Regions from separate parts of the Gossypium hirsutum genome. Here region 1 is linked to region 2. Evidence: chromatin contacts called from public Hi-C data. All regions are on one chromosome and are shown on one strand. The core of a region is the stretch at or near the end of the contact, and the rest is flanking DNA. Distances in the headings are between cores, read along the strand shown.

The links. Hi-C and Micro-C count contacts between places; a contact is called where the count stands out from the background.
Region 1: a Hi-C map of leaf shows a contact between it and region 2, with 2.9 times the contacts expected there. The contact joins the enhancer-like site here to the promoter of LOC107904335 in region 2. A contact is called at or near these places in 3 of 34 Hi-C or Micro-C datasets (hypocotyl and leaf).

The regions. Positions count from the first base shown.
Region 1 is chrA05:36,773,249-36,779,507 of Gossypium_hirsutum_v2.1, reverse strand. It overlaps LOC107904332 (phytol kinase 1, chloroplastic), which reads left to right. Exons shown (of 6, transcript XM_016830671.2): 4 at 812-927; 5 at 2,168-2,282; 6 at 2,794-3,018. The coding sequence ends at 2,980. Among protein-coding and RNA genes, the nearest start is that of LOC107904332, 4.5 kb to the left of the region's middle. Within about 2 kb of position 4,592, at least 3 of the 9 cell types and tissues checked have an H3K27ac peak or open chromatin away from gene starts, as enhancers often do. A contact at or near this core is called in hypocotyl and leaf, where this site is marked.
Region 2 is chrA05:36,572,220-36,578,804 of Gossypium_hirsutum_v2.1, reverse strand. It overlaps LOC107904335 (probable LRR receptor-like serine/threonine-protein kinase At3g47570), which reads right to left and starts at 5,259. Exons shown (of 7, transcript XR_001686197.2): 1 at 4,361-5,259; 2 at 4,107-4,250; 3 at 3,567-3,710; 4 at 270-2,135; 5 at 1-145.

The DNA of each region.
Region 1 (6,259 bases), core at 3,343-5,842, 200 kb before region 2:
TGAATTAATTGTTGAATTTATTAATATAATTATACTTGTAATGCATGTAAATTTAAAAATACTCTATATATTAATATATATTAACGGTTGAATTTTTTTATATAAAATAAATAATTAAAAGTTTTAAATTTATATCAAATTTAAGATGCATTGATTTACATTAATAGAGCATGAACTATAATAATTGTATCATTAAAATGTTATAAATTAATCCTTTTCTATTTAATATATATAATTTTTAACATAAATAATTTCCAAATTTAAGAATAGCTATGGATTGAAGTGCGGGGAGACAGCAGAGATAGTCTTATGATCTGTTTTTGTCCCACCCTTTGTATTAATGTTGAAAACAAATAGCTCAGTTTTATACCAATCATTCCACACTGCTATAGAATTACTCTACAGCACTTATTTACTAATAATTCTTAATTTCATATCCTAAAAATATATAATTATAATTTCAATATATAATATAGGCGTACTAGAAAACCACAAAAGATACATAGGACATTCAAGCAGTAATTTTAAATGGCGTGGCAGAGTGGTGCCGGATTGGATTTTCTTTTCTTTCACACATTTTAGTTTATTCAATGTACATAACTGGTATTTCTAGAATTGTTAAGTATGAAATGAAACCCCTTCCAATGACATATATATTTATTTTATTCAAAGTACCTAACTTAAAAAAGGAAAGCAGCTAGGGCAGACATTTCTACTGTTAAATCCGACTTATATTGGTTTGATTGATTGTGATTATGCAAATTCAAATTTAATCTTCAAATGTGTTAGTGTGTTTTTAATTAAATTGCAGGGAATTGCTTAGGGGGCCTTTGTATTATGTTGCGATGTTGATGTTATGTGCTCTTGCGTTTTGGCGTGAATCCCCTGTCGGTGTCATCTGCTTGGCAAATATGTGCGGCGGTGATGGTATCCAATCTCTTGTTCCTTTATTATATAATCAATAATTATACTACAATATAAAATATAATATAATATGATATAAAAGAAAAAGTAAGGCTAAATTGTTTAATTTTTTATAAATTTTTATTTTGGGCACTGAAAATTTAAAAAAAAAATGTATTTTAAGCACTACCGTTAAAAACGGTTTTTATTTTGGTTATCGGCTATTAATTTGGAGTTAAATTATGTTATTTATATTCATTTTAGTCAATCAACTTTAGTAGGTTTTGAATTTTCATTTAATGTGCAATTGCATAATGAACTTTAATTTGGTGCAATTACACATGTGAAACTCTGATTGTGGTTCAAATGTATACTTGAAACTTTAATTTTGATTTAATCATACACATTTAAAGAAATAAATACATCAATTTATTTTTATATTAGATAAATATAATTATTTATGTATGCAATATATAAGCATAAAATGATGTTATATGAACAATTGTGTTAATAATTTATAAGAATTGGATTAAATCAAAATTTTCATATATAAAATTACACAAAACTAAAGTTCATGTATACAATTGCACATTAAACCATAGTTCATATATAGTTTTGAGATTTATCCCTTTTTAAAAAAAAACTGAATTTTATAGGTAATTAAGTTATCCAATTGTAGAGACTTTTCCATTTTATTGAAAAAAACTAAAATTAATTTTAAAAAGTAAAGAAAATTAAAAAGATAAAATGATTTTTCCATATACAACTCAAGTTTGTTCTGTTAAGACAAAAAGTGATTTTAAAAAGAGAAAATATATAAAGGAAATTGAAAAAATAAAATGGTTTTTTCTTGTAAAAACATATTTTTTTTATAAAAATCAAGTAATTTTGTAAAAGAAAAACTAAAAATTAGTTAGAAAAATTGAAAAGATAAAATGATTTGTTTTAGCAAAAACTTCTGTTTTCCATATAAAACCCTAGGTAATTTCATTATTAGTAGTTTAATATTGAAAAACTTATAGAAAGGAGTGTGGTAAAACATTGTCCTTGATGCATTAGTAGTTTCATCATCAATTTGCAGTTATTGAGTGAAATTATTAATGCCATCTTTAGGCATTTATTTGGGTACGATATGAATTTGACAGATTTAATATTCTGGATTCAGATAATTTATAAAAATTAAAAATAAATATTGAACAGAAGATACCCATTAAGGTATTTTATTTTAATATTAAAAACTTATAGAAAGGAATGTGGTGGACAGGTTTTGCAGATATAATTGGTAGAAAATATGGGTCGTCCAAGATTCCTTATAATCAAAGTAAGAGTTGGGTTGGCAGCATTTCCATGTTTGTTTCAGGATTCATCATTTCTATTGGGTGAGTTCCATTAATTTCCTACAATTTAATATTGCAATTTTCTTCTTTCTTAAAAATTAATATTTCAATTAAGGCCCTTTAGCCTCTTAGTTAAATAATGGCTATTTTAAATTTATTAATTCAATTTCAACCTTTTTAAGATAAAACATTTAATACAAAATTTTATAATTTTATCTCAATTTCCGAAACAAAATAATTGGTTACATATAAGTATATTTTATTTTACTACAAATTTTTCATGAATTTAAAAGACTATATCTCTAAACTAATGTTGCATTGACTATGAGTGTCAGGTTAATTGCAGTTTTGATTATGGTACTAGGGAATAAAATAATTTTATATGTTAATTATAGGTAAAAACTAAATTAAATCAAAATTTAATGCATATAATTACATTAAATCAAGTTGTTATATCATATTATTTATTGAATAAGAAATTATATGGTATATATTCCAAAGTTTTGTCCAAATATTAATGCTAATAAAAGTTTGTGTTGGTGAATGAATGTAGGATGCTGTACTACTACTCAGCTCTGGGTTATTTACAATTGGATTGGGGGTATACAATGCATAGGGTTGCTTTAATTTCTCTAGTGGCAACTGTGGTTGAATCTCTTCCAATTACCATGCTAATAGATGATAATATTTCTGTTCCTCTCGCTTCCATGCTTGCTGCCTATTTAACTTTTGGTCAATAATTTCTTCCTGGCTAATCTATACTTTTATATTCGTTTTATTTCTTTTACTTTTTCACAAACTAAGATTGTCGTACTCAAGTTTAGATATGTTAAGTGTAAGAGCTCAGTTTTACTCGGGTCCAATAATAAAACAAAAAAAAAATAATAGTCCATTTACAAGGCTCGAGGACCAAAAAAATTAAAAATTATTACAAGCCCAAATACAAAAAGAGGCCTAATGGCCGAAATCATAATCTTTCAGCAGAACCCTAGTTACCCTAGCCCTTTGCCGTGCCGCTCCTCGACGTGTCAGCAGATGCGGTGCTCGAAACCTTCCCCCTTGCACCAAGATGGCAGCAACAGTCCCGTTGACTTCCACCGCCCTTGCAAGAAACACAAAAAAGAAAAACAAGCAAAAACAAGCAATCGAAAAAAACATAATTGTAATATTATTTCGGTCATAAAAACTGATCTTTGTAAGACGCAAAAGAGAAAATACAAAAAAAGAACAAAGTTTTAAAAGGGATGGTGCAACCCATAATAAGATCTAAATATAAGTTGTTGTCCTAAATAAATGGTATTTTGAAAAGTAGTAAACAATTCTAACTGTTAAATACTAATATATCCAAATTAACTAGCTTAATAGATTAAGATTTTATTCAATTAGAAACATATCATAAAAAAAAAATTCCTAGTTGTGTCAATAAGATCATGAAAATCATTTTGATTTATCTATCTCCTATTTTACATATAATAGATTTGTTTGAACTTTTAATTTTTTTTGGGATTGGGTCTTATATTAAGAGGTTTGGGAATGATATTATTTACCAATTCAATTTATTCGACCTTTTCATTAAGTTTGGTTCTTATTTATATATCCTTATCTTATATTCTCTCAAATTTAAACAGTATGATACTATACAATAAAATTAGATTTTTAGTAAGTAGTATATATCTTAGGATAAATTATGTTTAATTAAAACGTTGCATATTAAGAGTGTAAGTATTATTTGAACCATTAAGATAGTTACTCATATCTCTACTAAGTAAAGAGGTATATTATATATATTTTTTATTAAGAACAACGCATAAAAATATTAATATCTATGTGGGAAAATAAAATTTTTGTTGTTCAATGGGAACATGAGAATTAGAATGTAGGAAAACTAAATAAAAGATAAGAGAAATTAAAATTTTCACCCTCATAAAATGCTTGGCAGAAATAGAGAGTAGTAGTAATCAGAAGATTTTGTAGTGAAATTGTTGAAAATTATTGATAAATTATACGTCAAGATGATAGGTTAACAAATAGGTTCATGAAAAAATTACCCAAACTATATATTTGAAATTTATCCCCTAACATGAGGACACATATCATTCCTTCAATGGATATAACTCAATATCACAAATATAAGTCAATCGTTCAGAGGATATAACGCAATCCCTCCGGAGATATAATCTAATCCTTCAAAGAATATAAGCAAACCTTTCACCACACTCCATCATCCTTTTTGGGATCTTTATAGCTAGTGGTTACAATTAACGTTTAGAAGATCCAGATCCAATACACTATACTTCTTGGATTCATATGAAGGTTCTCACCACGTTAATTTATAACTTGGCTTAGGCCTAAAAGAGAATATATTGATATACTAGCTAACCAAAAAGAAAAAACCCAAGATAGCCAAATGGGTCATATGGCCCAAAACCTCAACAAATACAAATAAAGCAATTCGACTCTAACATAAAACAGGCACTGGACCTAATAGATGGTGTTAATGAAGGATTAAGATAAGCTCAAATGTAATCATTGGTCTAAGACTTAGAACGCAGCTACTGAGAAAGGATTTCCAACTAAAGGTAAGACCCATATTTTTACCCTCTCGTTGTCTTCCTTACCTTCAAAAAAAAAAAAATCATCAAACCATCATTAACTTATGCATTGAAGAGTATCCATAGCACACATTTTGGCGCCCCATAGTTCACCTTTCATTTTGCAAGTTACGCCCGTTTGACCCATTTTTCCGTCAGTCCAATATTGTCCTAAAGCGGTTGGAACAATCATTTATTAAAGTCAATATTCAATTGGTTTAAAATTTAAAAAAAAAACTTTTTTTTTCTAATAAAAAGGTTTTTTTACATTAATAACATAAAATGTAATTACGAAAATAGGTAAGTTGCAAATTATTTATGAGAATAGTTTATTTTAAACAATATTCTTAGGTGTGGTTAATGTATCAAGCGACACCAACTTAAAAAATACCTTCATTATGAGCCAATCATTTCAGATGAGAAAAAAAATTAAGTGATGTCGCCACTTTGTTAGGTGAGACCGCAAATTAAAAACCGTATTATTAGTATTTTCTTAAAATACTGAAGAAATACTAAAAAAATATTATTTTTTAACTAGTGTCGTCTGACACATTAAAGGCACGGATTGGCATGTGTAAGGGTGTATATCGATCAGTCACATCAACAGTAGTGGTGCTGCTTAATAGGGTGGCAACACCAACTTAGTATTTTAAACCTTGCTTCCCTACCAAAAAAAAATACAAATCTCTTATTGTTTTTTAGTTCTGAAACAAACTGAGAGAAAAAAATGACTTATTAAAGTTAAACGAGAGAAATTTTATGTTTAAAGTGGTGGAAAAAAGTCTCAAACTTGGGTCCCGACAGCTATTAGAAATCAAGATTGAAATCGAGAATATTTGTTTTTCATTTTAAAAATCAAGTTTGAGTCGGTAATGTTAGTTAGTTTTTTTTCATGTAATTTCATTTTATTTTACTATTATGTATAATTATGTCACCATATATTGATAGTAATTTCTAGTATGACATGTAAATTATTTTGTTGGATACAATTTTTTTATTGCTTTAATATGGTATGAATGGTTTTAATAGCAACTAATATATATTTTTTATTTTTAATATATATTAAAGGTTTAGTATAAGAGATGAATAATCAATTCTTTGTTTATGTCCATTTAGATGGGGTAATTTGCTATACAGAAGTTGGTAGTATATTTGAATTGCGCCATCAAATAGGAACGAAGTTTAACAAAAGTGTAAAACTTGATGAAATCAAACAAAAGATTGGTGCAAAAATCACTCAACGTTGTGGGAGGAGGGTGTCCGGATTATTCTACAAATTTCCAGTTCAGTCAAATCCATGCAAAATAAGGAGATGTGACAAGGATGATGACGTGGAGACTATGACCACATTGTATTACTCACATGGTAACGTTGAACCAATTGAGTTGTTCGTTGAGTTAGCGGATGTTGAGTCATTACAAATTATCA
Region 2 (6,585 bases), core at 4,010-6,509:
AGTGATGTTTTCACCCAATGCTTCATGCTCATTTCTCCAGCAAAAATTTCATCTGTAGGCTTTTTTCTTGTGAAAGTTTCCATTAATAAAATACCATAACTATAGACATCACTTTTCACGGAAATAATTCCTGCTGATCCATACTCTACATTTTAAACATATAATTAAATCAATAATGATTATATGATGCAATTAGAGATTAATTTAATATCAATAAAAAATACTAAAATGTCACAACAAAGAAAAACAAATACAAATCAAAACATCACCTGGTGCCATATAGCCAATGGTGGCAAGCGTCATTGTCTGCTTCATGGAATCTCCTTCTCCTAATAATTTGGCAATCCCAAAATCTCCCACATGAGCAATCATGTCTTTGTCTAGTAAGACATTACTTGGTTTTAGGTCGCAATGGATTAGAGGAGTCGAATATCCCGAGTGGAGGTATTCTAATGCTGATGCAACATCTATCATTATGTTGATTCTTTGTAGAATATCCAAGAAATGATTGTTAGAGTATAGCCATTGGTCAAGGCTTCCATTTGGCATGAGTTCAAGCACTAGGGCTTTGAAATCAGTAGTACTAGAACAACAAGTAATGACCTTGACGAGATTACGATGAATGATCTTACTCATCACTTCGCATTCGACGTCGAAACTCCTAAACGCTCCCTCTAATTGCAAATTAAAAACTTTTATTGCAACTTCGGTCTCATCAAAAAGTATTCCTTTATATACAGTGCCGAAACTTCCCGAACCAAGCATGTTTCCTCCGCTAAATCCATCGGTCGCTTTCGATAACTGATCATACGAAATTCTTTTCCATTCCTTCAAAGGAAATGAATCTTCTATCGTAGTGGAGTTCGTACTCTTCCTCTTCTTCTTAAATGGTGTGCAGACAAATATTAAGGTAATGACTATGATGATTGAAGCAACTATTGGTAAAACATACCTCAAAACATGTAAAAGGGTCTTCTTTGAATTTCGATGGGAGTTACTTTTGCATGGTGAGACTTGTAATCTTGGTGAACCACACAGTGCATAATTTTTCATGAATGATTGGCTTGTGAAGTTCGCAAAAGGCCCTCCACTTGGTATCTCCCCTTCCAATCTATTCAGAGACACATTAAATTTCTTGAGGTGACGAAGCCCTTCTAGAGATTTGGGAATGACTCCAGAGAGGTTGTTTTCAGATAAATCCAAGCTTTCCAAACTCACCAAGTCACTGATTGACGTAGGGATAAGACCGTGGAACCTATTACTTGAAAGAGCTAGAACTTGCAGATCGCGAAGATTTCCAATTGTGGATGGGATATCATTTGATAACGAATTCATTGACAAGTCCAAGTGTTGTAGTACGCTCAACTTTCCAATTTCAAGTGGAAGGGAGCCGTTGAAATAGTTGGATGACAAGTCTACTTTTAAGATATCTTTCAAGCTCCATAAACTGAAAGGTATTGATGAATGCAACTTGTTGAAGGACAAGTGTAGTTTTCTCATAGAAGTCAACTCGCCCAAACATGGAGGTAAAGGTCCATCGAGCTCGTTATCATCTAATGATAATTCATACAATCCCTTTAAACCGCAAAGATCATGTGGGATGGAGCCTTGCAACTTATTTCCACTAAGACCCAAGTATTGGAGATTCGTTAACCCTCCTATCGTTGTTGGAATGGATCCAATAAGTTCATTGTTGGTAAGTTCCAAAATGATTGCATTGTTCAAGCTACCGATTTCCATGGGAATGGTTCCTTCAATTCTGCAATCCGCGCATGAGAAAACTTGAAGCGTTTGGGAGAGATTGGAGATGGAAGTTGGAAGAACTCCCTTCAATGGGTTGACCGATAAATCTAACACTTTTAGATACTTGCAATTCAGCAAGGAAGCGAAGAAGCTCCACTCACCATTTGAATTAGTTTCAATGGTCAATTTGTTCTTCCAAAGGCGTAACTCCTCGAGAAATTTTAGATTGCCAAGACTATTTGGAATATGACCAGAGAATGAGTTTGCCATCAATGCGATGTTTCTGAGTTTAGAAACATTGGAGATAGATTCAGGAATGTTTCCACTAAGATTGTTGCCCCATAGGTGAAGCTCCTCAAGATTTGAATCCGACCTTATGTCTGGTAATTTACCTGGAGAACCGAAGAAAAATGTTTGCATCGATCATTACCTAAATGACATAAATTAATTTCATTGTTTTATTATTTTGCATGATTGTATGTGGTAAGCTAATGTTTATGTAATGGTTTAAGGAAAAACATGATTGCTAATGAAAATATTTGGAAGTCCTTGCGTTGGTGTTTGTATGCTTTGTGTGAATGTTCAGAGTAGCCTCTTTTTCTATAGAATTTATATGCACTGTTATGCCTGTGTTGTTTTCCTTAAGTTTTTCATATTGTAGCACTCGTATGTAAGAATATGTGAGTTTAAGCCTAATAAAATATATTTATCCTCGTTGGAAAAAAAATTATGAGTAGATTTAAATTTTATATAAAAAAACTTCTTTAATACTAAATATTTAATAAGAGATTGAACTTGAGGCTTGAGGCTTGAGGCTTAATGTATTTGGTTCTTACTGCTATACTTAAAAAGATAATATCTACTAAATTTAGGATTCAAATTCTAACTTTTACAATTTCTTTAATATACACCACTGCGAGAATTATGACTAATTATAATTTATTTATTATGAATCATATATTTTTATAATTAAACAATTTTTACACAATATTATTTCTATAATAAAAAAATTTTATATGAAATGATTTGTAAATTTATATATTATTTTTTGAAATATTTTTTATATTATTTACATTTTTTAATATTTCTATTGTTATCTTAATTATCTAACACATATATAGTTATATCTTTAATGTACAACACATGTGAGTTAAAATTAGTATATATATATATCAGGTACATTTTCAGTAAAAATTTCACAAGTAGTGTTGAAATGATGACAAGTGTCATTAATTTATTTTTTAAACTATATCTTAAGTGATACTTGTCATGATTCTAACATTGATTGTAGAGTTTGGACTCACTAAGCTTGAAGTTTTGTCCAATATTTAAGAGGGTTAAGAAAAAAATATTAAGCTTAAAAAATGAGATTAGACAAAAAAAAAGTCTATCTAAAATATGAGTCAAGCTCGAGGTTCAATATTAAAGTTGAAGGTCAACTTGGCTCTTTTTGAAGTTTGTAATATATTTTTTTATGAATTATATAATTTTTATGAATGAAAATTAAATATAATTAAATATAATACAAATATTATAAAAATATATTAAATCATTTATATTTAAAATTTTAATAAAATCTATAATAATATTAATGTATAATAAGTACTAAATATTAAATAAAAATAATTATATATATTTTAAAAAATAATATAGGCAAATTTAACATATTTAAATAAAATTTGAAATCAAAATTCAACAACTTTTCTTTTAATTCTCCCTAAATTAATTGCAAAGGTAATTTGGTGTTTTTATATAACCAGCAACTAAACCTTTTAAACAACTTCTAACATAAAAAAAGTGATGAAATGTATGCTTAAACTTACCAGATAAATGATTGAGCATGACATAAATGGCTTTCAAAGAAGAACCATTGAGAATAGAATGTGGAATCTCCCCATTTAAGCTCATATTTGGTGCTGAAAATATCTCCAATGAATGAATATTCCCAATCTCCCATGGAATTTCACCTGCATATGTCACCATCCACTTCTTTTTAGACTTTCAAATTTTAGGCACCATGATATGAACATACCAATATTTAAAATGTTTAATGTTTATAATTAAATTTAAATGATTTTTTTTTTGCCAGACAAGACTAAGGTAAAAATTATTTTGTCCAAGTTTTACCCATAGACATCTCTTCTCTTCAAATATCAAAATTCTTTTTTCATGAGAAATAAACACAAGAAGCTCTAAATCGTCAATGATTAAACAAAGCATAACAAAGAAAGGGAATATGTGACTAAGGCTATTTTCTTTTAGGCCATTCTATTAATTTTATAAAATATATTTCTCTCTTTTTTGTTTATTTTATTTTTGCAATATAATAAAATAAAAAATAAATGTTAATTAATTAGAAATACCTTCTAAAAAATTAGGACCTAAATATATCTCCCTGAGTTTGGTTAAATTGCCGATGCTCGTGGGAATGAGTCCAGTAAGCCTCATATCTACAGCGAAAAATATCTCCAAATTCAACAGATTTCCAATTTCCCAAGGGATCTCACCTGTTCAAATAACATAAATCAAGTTGCCACACCCTCCAATCTCACTTTATGGATTATTTCATTTCTTTTTATACTCTAAAATATCATCACTTTTTTTCTTTAAAACTTACCTTCTAAATTATTTCCACCCAAATATAGCTCTGTAAGTGCAGTTAGATTTCCGATTCTCCTGGGAATGCTGCCACTCAACTGATTGTAATCTAATAATAATCCTTGAAGATTCCTGCATTCATCTATAGTTGCTGGAATCTGACCTGACAACTCGTTTGTGCCCAAGTAAAGTGCCTCCAAATTGGGAAGATGGTGGCACATATCATCTGGGATTTTACCAGATAAACTATTCAAGGATAAAGAAATCTTTCGCAATGAAGAAATGTTGTAAATGGAAGAAGGTATAGGCCCATAAAGCTTGTTCGATACCAAGTCAAGTGTTCTCATATTCAAAAGATTACTTATCTCGTGAGGGATTGCTCCAGTCAGATTGTTATTGCTGAGAACCAAGTCTGAAACCTGGTTTAATCTTCCAAATGATGATGGGATTTTCCCGGTAAAGAAATTGAAGCTTAAGTCGACGAGTTTCAGACGACTCAGGTGCCCCAACTCTCCCGGTAAATCGCCATGGAATCCATTGCCACTCAAATTAAGAGAGGCTAAGAACGAGAGGTTCCCTAATTCTGGAGGGATAGTTCCGGTAAGATTCATGTTGGGAAGATTCAAAGCTACGATTCTGTTATGCCTAGCACCGCAAGTGACACCGATCCAGTTACAGAAAGAGTGGCTGGTGGTCCAGTTGTCGATTAGGATGCCATAAGGATCATTGATTTGGTGTTTAAATTCGAGAAGAACAGATTGATCGGTGGTGAGGTTTCTGGTAGTCACGGCGTAGCTGACCATGAAACAGTGGAAGAACATTAATGCCGATGAAAGAAAATGGAAATTGGACATGTTTATGGGTTTGGGAAATGATGAAAGTGGAAGGGGGTCGTTAAGAAAGCATGTTTAAAGCATTGGTTAAATAGGAGGATTAAACTCCAAGCGGAAACTCCTTGGTCTTCGCAACAAACAAATTAGCAGCTTTTGAGTTTGGACCACATAATTTGCCCATCACTCCTTTGGCTTTCTCTTTCGCCCCCTTTATTATGGCACACCGATTCACATAGAAGGTTTATATGAAAAAAACTACTTAAGCTATGCAATATTTTTAGATAAAAGTTTGAAGGGAGTAATGTATTTAGGAATGATTTGTATTTTGGTTTTTTTATTTAAAAAATAGGTAAATTAATTTTTATATTTTTTGAAATTTGTAAATTAAATTTTTTTTTTAGAATTTTATTTGTTAAATGATGATGTGAAACATTAAATTTATTCTGAAAATTATTTTTTATGGATAAATTAAAAAATTAGTCACTCAACTAAGTCTTTCGTTCTATTTGATCATTCAACAATTAATTCTTTTGATTTAGTAACTAAATTTTTTAAAATTAAATATTTTAGTCACTCTAAACTAATGTGAGCTTTTTTATTGGTCTAGTAATAAAATTATCCTTCTAATTTTACACATCCTATCAGTTTCATCCTAAATATAAAAAAATGAACAAATTTAGCCTTCAATATTTACAAAATTTATCATTTTAGTTCTAATTCTAAAAAGTTTAATAAATTTTATCCTCAACATTTACAAAATCTATCAAATTGTCATTTTTATTTCTTTTTCTTTTGAATTATTTTTAGCTTTTTTTTCTTGTAAAATGGAAAATTGTAACGAATTACTTAAGAAAATTTTTGAATTTTACAGGGAAAAATCATTTAATGTTTTGAATTTTTTTCCTTTTTAAAATTAATTTTAGTTTTTCCAATAAGCGAAAACATGTGATTTTACACAGAATTTGGGTTTTTATAGAAAAAACTATTTTATCATTTTAAAAAACGGAAAACATGGATTTTACATAAAATTACTTAAATTTTTATAGGAAAATGTCATTTTACCTTTTTTATTTCTTTTATTTTTTTCTTTTATTAGAAGTACTTTTAACTTTTTTTTTGTAAAAAAACTTGAATTTTTCCGGGAAAAACCTAAACTTTTACAGAGAATTAAGATATAGGGAAAAAGTGAGTTTCATCTAAATCATTGAATAACTCAATTTTTAATAAAAATCCTTTTTGGAAAAAAATAAAATTAATTTTAAAAATAAAAATAAATAATTAAAATATAAATTTATTAAAATTAGGTGACTAAAATAATTGTACAGCAAATTTGAATTAACAGTGATGATCAAAATAAAAATTTATTAAAGTTGGATAACTGAAATAAAAGAGGTTGTTAATAACAGCACAT